Regions from separate parts of the Anas platyrhynchos genome. Here region 2 is linked to region 1. A link is a contact called in public Hi-C data. All regions are on one chromosome and are shown on one strand. Each heading gives the region's core, a stretch centred on a gene start, on an enhancer-like site or on the middle of the called end of the contact. The rest is flanking DNA. Distances are from core to core; before and after follow the strand shown.

The links. Hi-C and Micro-C count contacts between places; a contact is called where the count stands out from the background.
Region 2: a contact with region 1 is called in a Hi-C map of subcutaneous adipose tissue, with 2.6 times the contacts expected there. The contact joins two enhancer-like sites. A contact is called at or near these places in 3 of 8 Hi-C or Micro-C datasets (F1 follicle, small yellow follicle and subcutaneous adipose tissue).

What each region holds. Positions count from the first base shown.
Region 1 is chr2:108,541,259-108,543,958 of IASCAAS_PekinDuck_T2T, forward strand. All of the region lies in intron 2 of LOC113842709 (a long non-coding RNA gene), which reads left to right. Among named protein-coding and RNA genes, the nearest start is that of RNF144B, 120 kb to the left of the region's middle. Within about 2 kb of position 1,438, at least 3 of the 8 cell types and tissues checked have an H3K27ac peak or open chromatin away from gene starts, as enhancers often do. A contact at or near this core is called in subcutaneous adipose tissue, where this site is marked.
Region 2 is chr2:108,688,101-108,690,800 of IASCAAS_PekinDuck_T2T, forward strand. The region is part of intron 5 of LOC113842709 (a long non-coding RNA gene); the gene reads left to right. All of the region lies in intron 2 of LOC140001558 (a long non-coding RNA gene), which reads right to left. Among named protein-coding and RNA genes, the nearest start is that of RNF144B, 270 kb to the left of the region's middle. Within about 2 kb of position 1,346, at least 3 of the 8 cell types and tissues checked have an H3K27ac peak or open chromatin away from gene starts, as enhancers often do. A contact at or near this core is called in subcutaneous adipose tissue, where this site is marked.

The DNA.
Region 1 (2,700 bases), core at 188-2,687:
TTAGGACAGCAGTTAATTGCATGGTGGAGTCAAACTGAGATTGAGTGGGACTTGAGCGATGCTTTAAGAGAGGGAACTCGCAGCCTGAGACCTGGATCTCATTTGCGGTCTGTAACTGCTCTTACGCCAAGAAGGGCCTGCAGCTGAGGTGGGCCTGATCCCTCTCTAATTTTAATGGATGGATACAAAGATTGAAAATGGGCCTGGCCACCCAGCCAGAGCAGCAGTTCGGATTACATTGGTTCTGTGTTGGTGCCTCCATGTGGCAGTAAGCCCCAAAAGCCTCACGGGTGTCAGCATAGTGCTGGCAGGGTTGACCATCACCGTACAGCTGCATGAGGCCAACATCCATGCCAGGATCTCAACCCAAATGAAGTGTGGGCTTTGGGCTTGTGGACACTTTGGGAAATGGGGTTCCCTTTACAAATGGTCAGACAAGATCTGCTTGGTTCCCTTGTCAGCCCATGACAAGCAAACATGCTTTCTTTCTTCAAGTCTGAGTAGCTCTAGGTGGTTTAGGATTGACAAATTAGGCAACAGATTAGGCCCTGCTTTTGCCTGTTGTATAGATGGGCTTTGGTTGTACAGCTCAGCTCCTAGGGCAGGGTGTTTTGAAACTATGGCTTTCAGTTTTGGCATCTGGTATCAGAAATATGGCATGGTCAAAGCTGAAATATTTTACCCTTCAGAGGGGTAAGCCCGAGATAGCTTTCCGGCTAGCTTGTTTGCTTCTAAGGCTTTTTGTTCCTAGTCTCCAGCAAGCAAGCTGAACAAAAGTGAGTAAGGATCAGAGACCTCACACAACTTCTGGTTGGAGAAAGTTTGCAGTTCCGCCACTGGGGCTGCGTTTCCTAAAATAACAGCCTCGGGAACCTCTGCGATCTGTTTCCCTGTCTCCTGGCCTTTTACACGAACTGAGGAGCCTTTCAGCATTGTGCAGCCGGGCTGCGACACGACAGCCGCAACAAGAGCGCCTCAGTCTCTGGCGCTCTATCTGGGGACCCATTGGGCTATTATTAGCAGGGGGTACCGAATACACTTTGTAAATATTTGAAAAGCCCTGCCAAGTGGTGTGGCAAAGACACACGCTCCTCTGTGAGCCCCGCAAAGGCTAAACCTGGACAAAACAACGAGAAAGCCGGAGTGACTCACGCACAGCATCCCGTTTGGTTCTCTTCTGTGCCTTGTGGGTCAAAGCCAGAGGTCCTGCCCCTGATTTTGGTAGAGGGGATTCCTTCTGCGGGTGGAAATGGGGCCGTGGGGCTGCCGAGCCCCCCTTTTGGGGCCGTGGTGCTCTCCCAACACGTACCTTTCTGCCAAAGGGCAGCTGCCTTGGCTTGGAGCTGCGGGGGGTTTCCTCGCAGCCCCCTGTGCTCTGCTCCGAGCCCTCGAGGAGTGCCCCGCAATCTCTGTTTCTATCGCTAGAGGGAGGGAAACTACACGGAATTACAGCGCCCGCACTTCTGTCCGTCCGTCCGTCCATCCGCAGCGGGCAGGATGCACAGCGAAGGCTCTCCTCGTGTGACTTTTAATCAGGAATTGGGAAGGATGTGCTGCGTGGGTTGCTTGCCTCTAACCCACAGGTTGTGTGCATCCCTGTAGGGTGCTGAGACCTGAAGGCCCTGCATGGCTCTGGGTACCAGCTGGAGGAGGGGGACCGCTGGAGCAAGGCAGGCTGCTGCTGCCCCCAGGGCCACCGGGAGCTCTGGCCAGGCTCCCTTGGGTGACTTTTGTGGGCAGGGGAATTGCAGCCCGGTGGCCGAGGACTCGTGTCCCATCCCTGCGGCAGCTAAATCACCGGGCAAAGGGCAGAGAGAACTGAATGCAAACTGCGTGGTGAAGGCACGTGCTAAATGCTGTACTGTGGGATGCCCGCATCCTTCTCTGGGGGGAACGTACGGGGAGATAATGCACGCGTATCCTCCTCAGCGTACCTCGCAGCTGTTGTCTCCTCTAGCTTCCCAGTATCTGATGTGGCCAGGTTAGTGTGGCTAAATTTATCAAACCAACCCTCCCCAAACTTTTTTTTTTTTTTAAACACATACAAAAGAAGAAAAAAATATAAAAAAAGGAAAAATGTACTTTAATAAAAGCAAATGTGGATGGAAACCTTAAATTATGGTGCTTTTTTTTCTCCTGTTTTTCTGTTTCTGCATGGTAATTTTGATATTCATGTAAGAGCAAGAGGATGAAAACTTCAACCTAGGAATAGGAATATGATTGTAAATTAAACCAGCTTCTATTGGCAGTACCTGAGAACAATTTTCACACTTTCAGAACCTGTTTCATCAAACCTCATAGCTATTCACCAATCTGCCCTGGACTTGGCATTATGAAGCTAGGAAAACTCAGCTTTCCTCACCAGAATGGCACTGAGTAGCTATGGTGTTTTTGCTTAGTGTGCTGAAGGGACTCATCCCCTCTAACAAGTGTGGAAGGCGGAGAACAGACACATCAGAAGGAGCTACTGTCTCTATAAGAAAACCAAGGGTAGATCTCTGTTCTGGGCATTGTTCATGGTCATATAGCACTGTGGGAGGGGGTGTTGCTGTCAGAAATGATTTCTAATAATTAAAAAGAAAAAGGGGGAGGGGGAACGTAAAACTGACCGAGAATGAATGTGACCATGGCTTGTTTATTGCTTAAGTCTGAACAGAGGAAATACAAAGACAGTAACAAATCAAAAGTAAAAAGGAACTT
Region 2 (2,700 bases), core at 96-2,595, 150 kb after region 1:
CAGAAATCCGCCTCTCAGAAATCTCTTAGACACACTTTGAGGTCCTGCTTTTGTGGGACCAGGGCTAGCGTCAGAATTTTGTGAAAGCCTAAGCAAAAACCCCTATTGACCAGGGAAAAAGTCTTCAGAAGGCAAGGACACAACTGTATGCCCAGTCCACCAGAAGACAGCGGCAGAGATCGGTGCACCCAGGTACAACTGCAGCCCTTTTGTGTGTTCAGCAGCTTTCTGTGGCTCTAAAAACCACAAATGACCAGCCTCTGAGGTTCTTTCCAGCTAAGCCACATGTCCTCTTTTCACTACAAGTGGCTTTGGTGCAGTTTGAGTGCAGCAGCTCACTCCCACCGCTCGAGGAGTCATCATGGCAACCAGACCAGGATGGGATTTTTCACCTGTTAGCAGCACAGCTCCAGAGCCCCCAGATCCTGCACCTCACAGGCCTGCAGAGCTCACAGAGCACCGAGCTGCTTGTGGGATGATCATATTAATTAACTTTCCACAGGAAACTGGGTATGAACTAATGGGTCTCATGTTCTGGTAGCTATAGTGTGTGGCAGCTATGGTTATTCCAGAGTTTTCTGCCTGTCAAGGTGAGATGCGCATGCCACGATTACTGCTGAATTTCAGTAATTTCATTAATACTGCTGTTGATGCTGCATCAGGGGCTGACCACCTTGGCTTGTGACAGTGCCTGTGAAGCTCACAGACCCCTGAGGGCTTTGTGTCCCGCAGCCCTCACCCCCGACTCCCACCTGCGGCCCTCTTGGGCAGTAAGCCCAAGCCCGGGCAATACCCGGTGCCTTCAGCCCCGCTGTTGGACCGGAGCCTGCAGTTATTTTTATTTTTTTGACTGACGGAGCCACGGGCCTCCTCATGCTGAGGCGTCTCCCGGCAACGCCGCCTCCCGCGCCCCGCCGCCCCTAGGGGGAGCCCGGCGGCCGCTGGCCGCTCAATGGCGGGGGGGGACGGGCGCCATTAGCACGGGCAGGGGGCGGTGGGACATGGAGGGTGGGGGGTCTGCGGGGAAAGCTCCGCTTCAGCCTCCTCGGACCAACCCAACCCAAATATCGCTCCTCGCCAGCGGTTTCCAGCACACAGCTTTCACCAGGGGGTTATGCGGTTGTGCTGTGCGTTGAGGAGCTGTTTATTGCTGGGGGGAGAAGTGGGGGTGACACCGGGGAATCTAAGGGACAGTTCAGTTTTATGAGGGGCTGTTGGCTTTGCTTTCGTAGAAAGAGCTTGCAGGCTCAATCGCTACATGTGTTCAGTCAGCTCAGACCCCACCATTGTGGGGTAGGTGGGTAAATAGGATGTGTAAATTTTCAGGTATTAGTAGCTGAAGCACGCACTAGGAGTATTGGTGGTGTTGGAGTTGAATGGGTGCTGCGAGGTGTTTGGGGTAGCTGGATTACTGTATCTGGGCCCATTTTACACCAGGGAAAGCTGAAGTGGGAGACATGGGCCCAGAGTAGCAGCAGGAGCTCCAGTGGAGCTGTGCTGCGAAGGCACTGTCAGATGGGGCTGCCCCATCCTTACCACCAGCGTCCTTGGGGCTTGAGGGTATCGTCATAAGCTGAGGCAACTTCTGTTATGCTCTGGGCAGAACAGAATGAGTGGAGTCGAAAAAAAAGAAAAAAAAAAAAAAGTGATCTGTCTGACCTATCAATTTATGTTTTCTCAGAAGTTACACAGGGACTGAATTCTAGACCCACACGTTGGGATGGGCACTGGCACGTTCAAGGGCATGGAGGTACTATAGAAAGAAGATGGAAGGGATGCAGACACATGCACACGTGCGGAGGGCTGTTTTGCTGTGACACAACTTTCACTCCTCCTGCTTCACTGCTCACAGTCAGTGTTGGGAAAGGGAGTTTTCCCATGCCTGATAGACAGGCATCTCGAAGAGCCTCAAAGGGGCGAAGCACACATACAGAGCTGCTCCAGACTGGCGTTATGAAAACGCAGCTGTCACTGGCAAGCAGGAGCAAAGAAATCCTTTCTCCTGCTATTTAACTTTCTTGCAAGAAACTTTAGTATGTGAATGTTATGAATTCATGCAGCATTTGTGCTGACGTTTTGATCTGGCTGCACAGATTCAGCCCATCCAATGTCACCGCAGCTGTCTTGATCTGGCAGTGCTGTCCGCATTAAGAAGTCTATATTTCTGATCCAAGGGCTGCTACAGGAAAGTGCTCAGGCCGTGGCAGAGCACATAAATCCACCAGGAAGCTGCACCCCTGCAAGGAGACTCCTTCCACTAAACACGGTAGCTTCTTAGGCATGTGCAACTACTATTGAAACAGCAATGTCAACTGGATTAGGTCGACACTGGTGGTTTCTTGGTTCAGCAGACTAGATTATGTAGCCTGGAGAGCAATATTCAGCTGAAGAACAGTATCTTCTACCTGAAAGATGGTATTTTCTTATAGGCTCTAATTTGATTAAGTATACCCTTGTGTTAGCCCCAAGGAGAAGTGATCCTTCCTGCAATACTCCATCCTGTCTGGTGTACCTCTACCTACCTGTCACACAGCTACAGGTCTGGTGACGGTAGAAGAGTATGAACATTCCCTACCTTTGGCCAAGCGTGCTGCTGATGATCACGTCGGAGTGCTTTCAAAACAAACTCCAATCATCAGCAGACAAGTTACAATCAAGGTTTTCTTTCCATGCTCAGCCCCACTGCAGGTTTGAGTAGTG